Linked DNA regions of Larimichthys crocea: region 2 is linked to region 1. A link is a contact called in public Hi-C data. All regions are on one chromosome and are shown on one strand. The core of a region is the stretch at or near the end of the contact, and the rest is flanking DNA. Distances in the headings are between cores, read along the strand shown.

The links. A called contact is a pair of places that touch in the nucleus more often than the background predicts.
Region 2: a Hi-C map of muscle shows a contact between it and region 1, with 3 times the contacts expected there. The contact joins the promoter of aff2 here to the promoter of ids in region 1. A contact is called at or near these places in 4 of 7 Hi-C or Micro-C datasets (all in muscle).

The regions. Positions count from the first base shown.
Region 1 is chrI:42,845,975-42,851,457 of L_crocea_2.0, forward strand. It overlaps ids (iduronate 2-sulfatase), which reads left to right and starts at 3,037. Exons shown (of 13, transcript XM_019255930.2): 1 at 3,037-3,204; 2 at 3,612-3,748; 3 at 3,844-4,021; 4 at 4,248-4,336. The coding sequence starts at 3,132. It overlaps dcps (decapping enzyme, scavenger), which reads right to left and starts at 2,153. Exons shown (of 6, transcript XM_010747461.3): 1 at 1,893-2,153; 2 at 773-923; 3 at 538-683; 4 at 340-453; 5 at 154-264; 6 at 1-46. The coding sequence starts at 2,117.
Region 2 is chrI:43,011,819-43,017,301 of L_crocea_2.0, forward strand. It overlaps aff2 (AF4/FMR2 family, member 2), which reads right to left and starts at 2,197. Exons shown (of 26, transcript XM_027280910.1): 1 at 1,782-2,197. The coding sequence starts at 1,784.

The sequences.
Region 1 (5,483 bases), core at 1,787-4,286:
CTCTCAGCTTGCTGGCCGGAAGGTTGTAGCGCTGCAGGATGGCCTCCTACGTCACAATGAAACAAGTATCGTCATTGATCTCTTTGTTATGTCTTGAAATGCAAAGTACCAATGACATGATTAGTCGAAGATGCTCTTATTTTGTAACTTTACCTTTCCTTTCTGGAAGATGTTCTGCAGCAGCGGTAGATGCTCTGACGTCAGGTCTCTGAGGCTCTTGATGTCTCTCTGATGTACGATGGCGATGAGGTACAAATCATCAACCTGGAAGAAGAAGATATTATGAAACTATTCTAGCTGAAAAAGCTTCTACTGTGGTCAAAGTCCGCATTTTCTCACCTGTTTCTGGTCCCATTTGAAATCCGGGAGGAGAACAAAGCCAACCTCTGGGTCGGGATCTTCATAAACAATCCTGTCAGCTTCTGCCTTCTTCTCCAGGATGTTGTACACCCACTGACATGGTGACAGATATGTTAAGTTAATCCAGAGATGATGTTTTACATCCACAAGTACGAGTCACGATGCATAAACGCTGACCTGCACGCTGAAAGTCTGCTTCTGAATGTAGGGCAGAGTGATTGACTGATAGTCCTCACCCGTCTCCTCCACCAGGGAACTCTCTTGCCGCTGGTATTTCGTTACATGCTTATCAGTAGCTGGACACACCACTGTCGTCTTGATCTCTGCAAAAACACAAAACACACAGGCTGCATCACTTTTTCCTCAAGCCGGTGCCAAAGCGGCTGCTGGATCGCCTTCAGTCAGACCGTACCATTGAGATGAGGAGGAGCATGTAGCCGATAGGTGCTGTAGATGTCGTTCTTCATCTCCAGCTTCAGCGTGGAGCCGCTGAAGAGCTCAGCCAGGGTGTCCTCTCTGATGGGCGTCTTCTCCAGGATGACCACAGCCTCCTGATCGGCGAGCTGGTGACGACATGTTCAACAGTGTGAGGACTGCAAGTGCAGATGTAAAGAAAATAGAAAATAAAACAGCACGACTTTTGTAACACATGCTGTCATATCTATTTCTTTAAAAATACATTCTTCAATTAAATGACCTCTGGTCTCATTCATCCGTTTACACAGTCCTTTATCCCCACTTCTACTTCTTTCTGTGTTTTTATTACACATTTTTACTTCTACGGTCACTTTCTATGTTTTTATATAGTTTTTGTGTAGATGTTTAGCACGGGTTAACTTCTTAACACAGATATATATATTTATTTTCTATGCAAATGTTTAAAATTTAACTCCTTTGCACATTTTTAAATTCCTCTGTACATATTTTAAATTCTACGCACATGTTTAATTTCTCCGCAAATGTTTGATTTAGCTACAAAATATTTAATTTCTCTGCACATATCTACATTTAGATCTATCGTAGGTCAATTTTAAACGTATGGATACTGTGTTATAGGTTAATTCTAATGTATGTGTATGTCTGCATGCTGCTACTAGATGCTTGAATTTCCTTGAGGATCAATAAAGTATCTATCTATCTATCTATCTATCTATCTATCTATCTATCTATCTATCTTAAAGAAAACTCCTTGAATAAGAAGGACTGGATTCAAAGTATCAAAGTTTAAGTTGGATTTATTATTCTTGTACAAGAAGGAGCTTTTAACAGTGCAACACACAAAAAGGGTTTACAGAGAAAAGGCTCCTCGAGAAGCTCTAACAGGTTTGTTCTTATACTTTTTTTCTCTATCAAGAAGCGTTACAGACTTTTATTTTGAAATATGAAACCGGAAGTCAATGCTCTCATTACTTTAAATAAATCTAACAATAAAAACATTTACCTTTAACAATAACTCACTTCACACCTGTGAACCACAGTCAGCTGGTCACCTGCTCTCAGTTCAGTAAAGTTACCTGACGTTACGTCTTTACCTTCCCGCGGATGAACATCGTTTTCTCCCGGGCTGAATCGTTGAGGACGTTGGAGGTTTTAAACCCGCACAGAACATTTTCAGACTCAGCTTCTCCTCCTTCTCCTCCTTCTCCTTCTCCTCCTCCTCCTCCTCCGTTTTCACCGTCCACTCTCGCTTTCTTCTCGGCTCTCTGAGGTAACTCGTCAGCTTCAACACCGTCACGTTTAACCGCCGGGTCCGCCATGTTTCTTGTTGCTGTTTGACTATTCCGGACAAAGATCGCCTATATTTGAAGCGATCACTCACTCTGCCGAACCGAAATGTGAGAACTACAATTTACAATTAATTTAATTTCTGCCATATGTACAGGACATACAGAGAATTTAAATTGCGTTTCCCTCTCATCCTGGTGCAAACAGCAAAATAAACATGAAATATAAAATATAGTAAAAGATGTGAAAAATATAAAATAAAAATATATACAAGCTAAAAGACATCCAAGAAAGTCTGGAAGATATAAATAGTATAAATACGGCGGCAATTTACAGTATTAACAGTGAGGTCTATCAAAAATGAAATATGTACCGGAATGTATACAGAGTAAATGAAGAAACATGAGTGTCTCTCATAATTTACCGTTTACTTTAAACCTCCCAGAGTTTATTATTGTTTAGTTTGCGTTAAAGTAGACTAATACTTTCTAATACTTTAATAAACTGGGATTTATTTTAACAAAACTCAACTTGGTGCGGAGTGAGACCTCCTCACTTTATTCACCATCAGCTGTGTAAAGCCAGACAAGATGAATCAAACGGCTTCCGTTAAAAATCTTTCAAAATAAAAGCCACACAGTTAATGTAACTGATTTATAGCGATTTATAAAAATCTGTGCACTAATAATCTAAAATTCTTTTGACTTGTTGTACAAATTAAGCCACAAGCCATATCACCAAGCAGCTTTTCGAACAGGATGATAAATGTCACATTTGAGCCTCCGTAGTTGAACCTGTTTTGTAGTTTTTACCATTTAAGTGATTAATAAAAAATGATTGACACCTCATCTTCACCGTTTCGGGGGCGGGGCGACTAGCGAATGGACCAATGAGAACATCCCACCCGGGTGACGCGTTAATCAGGAAGTTATTTAAAGCAGAGGACGGCACGCTGATTTGTTTTTGTTTGTTTGTTTGTGTTGACGTCAGGCGTGTGCACGAGGATGCGACATTAACGTTAAACTTTAACCTGAAGGTGAACCAACATGAACACCTGTGTGAGAACATGCCTGCTCCTGCTCGCACTTCACACACTGGCTGCTGCAGCGAGGAGAAAAGGTGAAGTTTGTAACGAAACACGTGAAAAAGTCTTTTTATATCAAGTTTCCACTGAAACAGACGAGCTGTCCTGTTCACTGTCAGCCTGTCTGAGCGGTAAATCTCAGTAACTAGGTTAAATGAGCGGTTAATTGGCGCCTATCAGCCTGTTTGCTTAGTTTAATTTAATTTACTTGTTACATTTATTGTTTGTTGTGTTCAGTTTGATGTCAGAGGAAGTGAAACCTGATAGTTTCTGTTCAGCTTTTATCTGTGGTGTCTGATAACCACTCATTGTCTTAGTCAGTTTTAGTTCATAAAGATAATTCTGGCTCAAACTTTCCATAGGGAACTATGTCAGAGCTTGTTATGCTTCATAGTTTTATTTAAAAACTGTAATAACTCTGTCTTTGTGCTTTTTTTTCCAGAGAGGAAAAATGTCCTTTTCATCGTGGCAGATGATCTGCGCACATCTCTGGGCTGCTACGGCGACTCTGTGGCCAAATCACCAAACCTTGACCAGCTGGCGTCCAAGAGCCAAGTTTTCTTCAACGCTTACGCTCAGGTCTGTCGTCGAATGCAGTTTAAATTTGAAGTGACTGTGACGGATGGATCATGAATAAATGTTTGAATGTCTGTTTCCCCTCCTCTCTCTCTCAGCAAGCTGTGTGCGCTCCCAGTCGTACATCCATGTTGACAAGCCGCAGACCAGACACGACCAGGCTCTATGACTTCAAATCCTACTGGAGGGTCCATTCTGGAAACTACACCACCATGCCGCAGCACTTTAAATCTGCGGGATACTTCACCATGTCTGTGGGCAAAGTGTTTCATCCAGGTAGGATTGATGACATACACTTTTAATAAAAATCTAACTCGAGGTGTGAAGCATATTGTTTTCCTGACATGGGTATGAACCGCAGATGTACTGCAAGTTAATAATGCATTTTTGAGAGGAGCCTGATCTGCACGAACTTGTTGTTTCCTTGTGAAATGTCTGACATATTTGTGTCTATCCAATTGTGCAGTAGTAACAATGGTCGCGTTGTATTTTCTTCCTTTAGGTATTGCCTCTAACCACACGGATGACTACCCCTACAGCTGGTCCATCCCTGCATACCATCCGGCTTCATTTAGATTTGAGAAAGAAAAGGTACGAACAGGAGAGAGTATCCGTTACACAAAATGTTAAGTCAGTTCTGTGTCTGACTTTATACACATAGAAAAGGCGAATGTACCTTTGAGTGTACGGCTCGGCCTCAGAGTTTTGGAGCCTGTCTCACTGGTTGTTTTTTTTTTTATCCCTGCTCACTTCCACTTGCAGAAAAAAATCAGTTTCATACTGGTTTTGGTCCTGACCTTTTATAAATATGATTATTTGTTGCTTTTTTCAGCCACAGAAAGAATATTCTAAAATAATTATTTCTTTAAAAGCAGAATAATTTTCTGTTCATCAAGGCCTGATTGTCTGTAAGAAGTCAAACGACCTTGTTCATCTTAAATCTCCCAAATATTGACTAAATATGACGAAGGGTACCTGAAAATCAGCTGATAGCTGTTCTTTTTATTGGTCATAATGACACTCCAGCAATATTATCAAGCAATTATTTTCCTATGAAGAACATAATGATGCTGAACCTGTCCGCAGCACTACTTTGGGTATTGTGCATGTTACCGTATCGCTTGTGTTCATTGCAGTCCTTTAGAAGACCTCCAGCCTAAATACAGCTTCACAAGCTCTCTTCATTTCTCCTGAATACTGAATATTATTATTATTATTATTTTTTTTTTTTTTGTGCATTTTGCCAGTGAACTGACCTGCATATCTTTGAACGGAGGAAACCGGAGGTGACTGTTACAGCCGCTGCACCACAGTGCCTCCCCAGCCTAAGTCGTTACTGTGTGTCTGGTCTAATTTGTATAGCAAGTGTAGATTAGTCGTCTCGAGGTCTGAAGGAGGAAATCACTGCCGGTTTCGCTCAGCGGGAGAGTTTTGCAGATCCTTCTTGAAAAGGATTCTCCTGCTGGGCTCCATCAGGTGTTGACATCATCCGGATCAACAGGTGTAATGGCAGCTGCGGCACCATCATTTGAATAAGTGGTGGCTGCAGCTCTGTTGGCTGAGCTCCATTAGCGGAGCCAGAGGCAGCTGAGGCCCTGTCATTTTCCTCGGCGCAGAGCAGGTAGTCGTAGGCGGTGCAGATTATAAAGTTGTGATATCGGGCCGTATAAATAAAATAGCAGGAATCTGAATTGTCATAACTGGCAGTAGCAGCAGCGCCTGACACTTCATGAGTGGG
Region 2 (5,483 bases), core at 947-3,446, 170 kb after region 1:
CTCTCTGCTGTGAGTCTTTGTTCCTCTCCTGCATATGAAAATCCTCCACCCAGGACTGTAATGTAAGATAATGCAATATAGTGCAGTATGGATTGAGGCTGCAACTAACAGTCATTTTCATCACAGCCTCGCTCATATTGAATTTTTAAAGCAGAGTTTAAAAAGATCTTGATACGGATCCCTTTGATTTTTTTACAGTGTAAAAACTGGTCAGCTCTCTCTGGAGGACAAACTATGTAAAAGGTGAAAAGACCTGAAACCTTGTTACTTATTGCCCAACACAGATAAGTCTGCGATGAACTAATATCAACCATTTAGTGATGAATCATTGACGAGGCTCATCATCAATGGTGATGCCTTCAAATGTCCTGTTTTGTCCTGAGGCCGGCTTCTTTAATGGATGCAGCTGATCAGCTCAAGCAACCGATTATCTGATCAACACTAACTCCACAGCACAGTGATTATTCATCGTTTAAAGGACCGCTGTGTCAGATTCAGTAGCATCTAGTAGCCTCACCCACTCCATCCTAGCTGAAGTAGGCGAACCAAACATGCAAAACAATGTCTTTCTAGAGCCGGTCTATACCCGCAAATTCCACCAAGCAGGGATGCGACACGGCCGCCAGAGCTGTACTCCATGTGCAGTTAGTTCTAGTCGATGTTTTGAGGCCTGGTAGGGTTCCAGACACAGGAACAGCATAGAGAATCCGGTTGATTTTCAAAATAAAACAGCCAAAAGGGTCATTTGTTACCCTTTTGGTTGTTTTATTTTGAAAATTGACCAGATTATGTAGCATGTTTACAGATAAGCACATAGACAAAGGAAAAACACTGAGCAATTTAACAAAGTCTGGCAGTCAGAACACTTCTGAAATGCTCCCGGTAGGTTTGAAGTCGCATGGACGATGGACCAAAACAACATCGCGGCCTATCTAGAGCTTAAGTTGGGCTACTGTAGAAACATGGCGGTTCCACATGGCGGACTCCGCCATGAACCGGTGGCGTCTGTAGATATAAGGTTCATTCTAAAGGGAATAAAACATAACAAGTCTTGATTATACACACATAGTACTTATATTCACTTACTGCATGTAGTCTGTAAATTGTACACACTGGACCTTTAATGGGAAAACATCATTTTTAGGCCATGGACAGGAGAAACTGAAGGAGTGCTATCCCCCCCCAAAAAAAAAATCATCACAACAAGCCAACTTCATTGTGTGCACGTGACTGCGTGCGTCCAACACACAACAACAGACCGACCAGTGACCGGCTCACCTGCGCTCTGTTTACCAACAAGAGGATCACATCCGATATCAAGCTGTCAAACTTCTGCTGCGAGGACCACACCATCCATGCACACTGTGTGCACGCACAGCCAGCACACTGCTGCTGCTGCTGCTGCCCGTGTCACCGCTCTGTCACACACAACCCCGGTGCGCTCTCACATACAAATCAAACATTCCTTTAAATATCACAATGAGACAGTAAAAAGCCGGCGTTGCGCTGCGTGTGTGTGTGTGTGCATGTGCATGTGTGTGTGTGTGTGTGTGTGCAGGCTACGTCTCAAGCAACAGCGATACGGTGACAAAGAGACGATGCACGATTTCACCCCGACTCACTTTGACTGTCTCTGCACCTCCAGTAATCATAATAATAATAATAATAATAATAATAATAATAATAATAAGGTTGCCATGTCCCTTCATCCACCTTTAAAACCTCCACACATTAATACAAAAGCAGCACAGTGATAATAAAGCAGTGTGAGCAGGACTTACCATGGTTGTTCAAGCTCCCAGTCTCTGAAAAAGTCGAATTCAAAGAGATCCATGACCGCTTCGGTCTGCTGCTGCCGCCGCTGCTGCCGCCGCTGCTGCTGCTGGTGGTGGTGGTGGTGGTGGTTAAAATCCAAAGCTGGTGCTACGTGGTTCTACATGGGCTACTGATACTGAGAGAGAGAGAGAGTGTGTCAGAGAGGAGGGAGAGTAGACACAAGCGGCTGCTGCTGCCAGGAAGCTGCTACGTGGTCGAGGCAAGCTGACAGGCAGGCAGGCAGACGTGGAGGGAGGGAGGGAGGAGAGAGAGAGAGAGAGAGAGCACACACTTATACAGTGTATACAAACACACACACACTGAAGAAGGCTGTGGAAGACAAGTCACACTGAGATACTCACTGCAAACATTTTCCTTCATAACAAGTAGAGCTATTTATACAGCACAGATCTTTAAAAAAATAAACCCACACACACACATGCACATGCACACACACACATGCACAAAATGTGTCTTAATGTGAAACTGTGACTTGGCAACAGGAAATTGATTTAAATGTCTTCTTTTTTCTTTTTTTTCTTAAAGTGCACTTGTGACTGAGATGAATCACATGGTTCAGTCAGTGAAGTACACACTCCTGACATGTCAGTCTCTATTGGAGATCGTCCTTTACATTATGAGTCACACTTCTGCCCCCTCTATGCATCTCTTCAGACTCTGATGTCTTTGTGTGGAAGAGCGCCCGTTCACTGGAGTTTCCTAATATATGCTGCAGGGACACTTGACTTGTAGAAAATGTGGATTGGGTGCCACAAAAAAAAAAGTCTATTAATATATATAGAAATCCTCATTTTATTCACGTTCAGTCGTCCTTTCTATAAATTTGATCTCTCTCACTGACAGTCTAAATGTTTCAAGGTCCTCTCCTCCCTGTCTGGATTTAATAATGGTGGAAAAATACTAAAAGCTTTATTATATTTGACTCTAGTTTTAAAGGTCAGTGCACTATGTGTAATTTTCATGTAAGTTTAGAGAAATTCACAGAAAGCGACAACGAGGACGTGACCTTGGCGTCTCTTTGTGGGGAGCCGTGCCTAACGTGGAGTCAGAATCATTTCTGTTGTTTGTCGAGGGAAATCTGTTAAACTGTTAAATCAGTTTGAATCGCAAACATGCCTTTCTTATTTTTTAATATACAGAAACAATCTCATCCGACATAAAGAAATCAGCAGAGAGTAACCAAACACTGCACGACGGCTCCAGAGCTTTATTTCTGGTCGGCCTGGTCTCCATCAGGCAAACATGAAAGTCTTAAATGACTTGTTTTTTTCCCCCGCCGGTCTCTAAATGCTGTTTAAATTTGTTGAAATGTTGTTCAGTATTGCGCTATCACGTGCAATTGTTACATTTCCATCTGCATTTTTCCTGCGGGTTCATTGAATGTTGTCCAGTGTCATCATACGAAGGTATTTGTACAATAAATCTTAGAAGGAAACGACAGTTTAGTCGCTTTGGTTTTTGGTTAGCGGTTGGTTGTGCCCTCATTGGCTGAGATCTCCAGACACAACAACATCACGAAATGAAACATGGCAACAAACGAAGTCATAATGGTTGTAAACAAACCAAAAGTCATTTTTTATTGAAAGTAGACTGCATGCATGGTAAAAAATCCAAACAAAATAACTACAGCAAGTAAGGCATGTCCAGCTTTTGATCATGTATCTTGCGTGTCTTCATTTAAATGTTTCCTTTCTTCGGTTGATTGGTTCACCATGACATCAGCATAATGTCCATATTTTTGTTTAACCAGTAAAGCCTGCAGTCTATAAACTGGTTGAAGCTGATGCTCTTCTGTGACAAATGCAGGTTTTTTGTGTATCCTCAAGTCTTCTGTACCGTCACATATCTTTTCCTCCTAATCTGCTCTCTTTGCTGTATTTAATTTGTTTTAATTACGTGCACCTGAATCTACTTATCTGTTTAAACCGTGACATCAGCCGAGATGTTTTTTTCCTGCTCATTCCTCTTCTGGATTACAAAAGAATGACACTGCAAATCTCTTTTTTTCACTCTGAGCGTGAAGCAGTTCAGCTCCAGTTGGCCGCTGTCAAGCCTCTTCCTGTTCAGTCCAATAAAGTTCAGGAGCTATAACCCTTCCGTGCGGTTTCTCTCTGCTTTTCCCGTCACTGAATTTTCCTGCACCTGGCCTAAATATAGGATTGGACGTCCAAACAACTGCTCCTCTGTATCGTCCAAACTTCAGTCTCCTGAACAGCGAGTGAGTGAGATCTACATTTTCCTTAGTCTAGTTCATGACTGATGATTAAACAAAGTGAACTTGTGCAGCCTCGGTGAAATGATCCTCCTGCAGAGAGGCCTCAAAGCAGCAAGCTACCACTGACAAATGTTAATATTTGATACTGCACATTTCTTCAGGTCCAGGTGCTCTTTGAACATCTTACGAACTGCACTCACCACCTGGCTTTTGCATCTCTATCCAACCACTTCACCTTTGTCTGAGAAGAGCCACCGTCGAGGCGTGTTAATAACAGTTTAGCAGCCCACCATCCTCACTCTCCATCATACACTTGCTGCAACACATGCCCAGCAGCACGTTTTACTGTTTACGCCTCGCTATGAATAATGATTGACCAGATGGTTGAAACTTCTCACTCAGCATGTGCTGTAGCTGTAACTGTGGTTCCTTTGTGACATCACTGTCCCCCTCCTTTAAGAAGTCCTCCCACGCCGAAAGCCTGCATGTTTTTTTACTTGTGATGGGAGAACAACGAGAAGTCCAAATGTATCGGAAGTAATGTTTGAAGATACACTGCAGGCTGTATGCAAGTGTGTGTGTGTCTTTTGCTTTGTGTGGTGTGTGTGTGCATGGGTATTTTGGTCTGGTCTGGGGCAACATGCCAGCATTGCTCTGCATCACACCACCACAAGTACAAACAGCAGCCTCGGATGAAGAGAAGAGAAGAGAAGAGAAGAGAAGAGAAGAGAAGAGAAGAGAAGAGAAGAGAAGAGAAGAGAAGAGTTAACCACAGTGCATGATGGGAATAAAACACTGCCAGCCATAAGCGATATTGTCTGAAAGTGGCTTCATGACCTTGATCAATTCCAGCCATTTCAACCTCACAAATCAAAATTCCAGACAACTCCAGACCTTAAAAAACACCACATCGAAATTCAACCAATTTTCAAGGATTTTAAGCACCTGCGGGATCAGTGGTTTTTGTGTGTGTGTGTGTGTGTGTGTAAGGAAAGGCTGTCCAAAACTAGGTCAGACACTGAGAGACAGAGAATGACTAGAGAGAGAGAGAGAGAGAGAGAGGGAGAGGAAAGGATCTAGATATATAGAAATAAAGAAGAGCTGATGAGAGTTAGATGACAAAAAAAAAGATAGAGAGACGTTAAGATAAAATGTAATTAAGGGCAAACTTACAGACACTCACTTCCAGCTCATTACACAGACTTTACTGCGACCAGAGTGACTGTTTATTTAGAGATTTTTTTCCCCCCTCCCATCTTCTTCTTCGTTATGTGTCTTTATGGGCAGCGTATTGTTAAAAGCCACGGCTGTGCCAGTAATTTCTATTTAAATGATGACACAGAGAGTTAGAGTTTCACTCACAGACACAGAGCCCAAAAGAAACACAAACTGATAAAATAGTCAGGAGCTTCTCAGATTTGAGCTCATTATA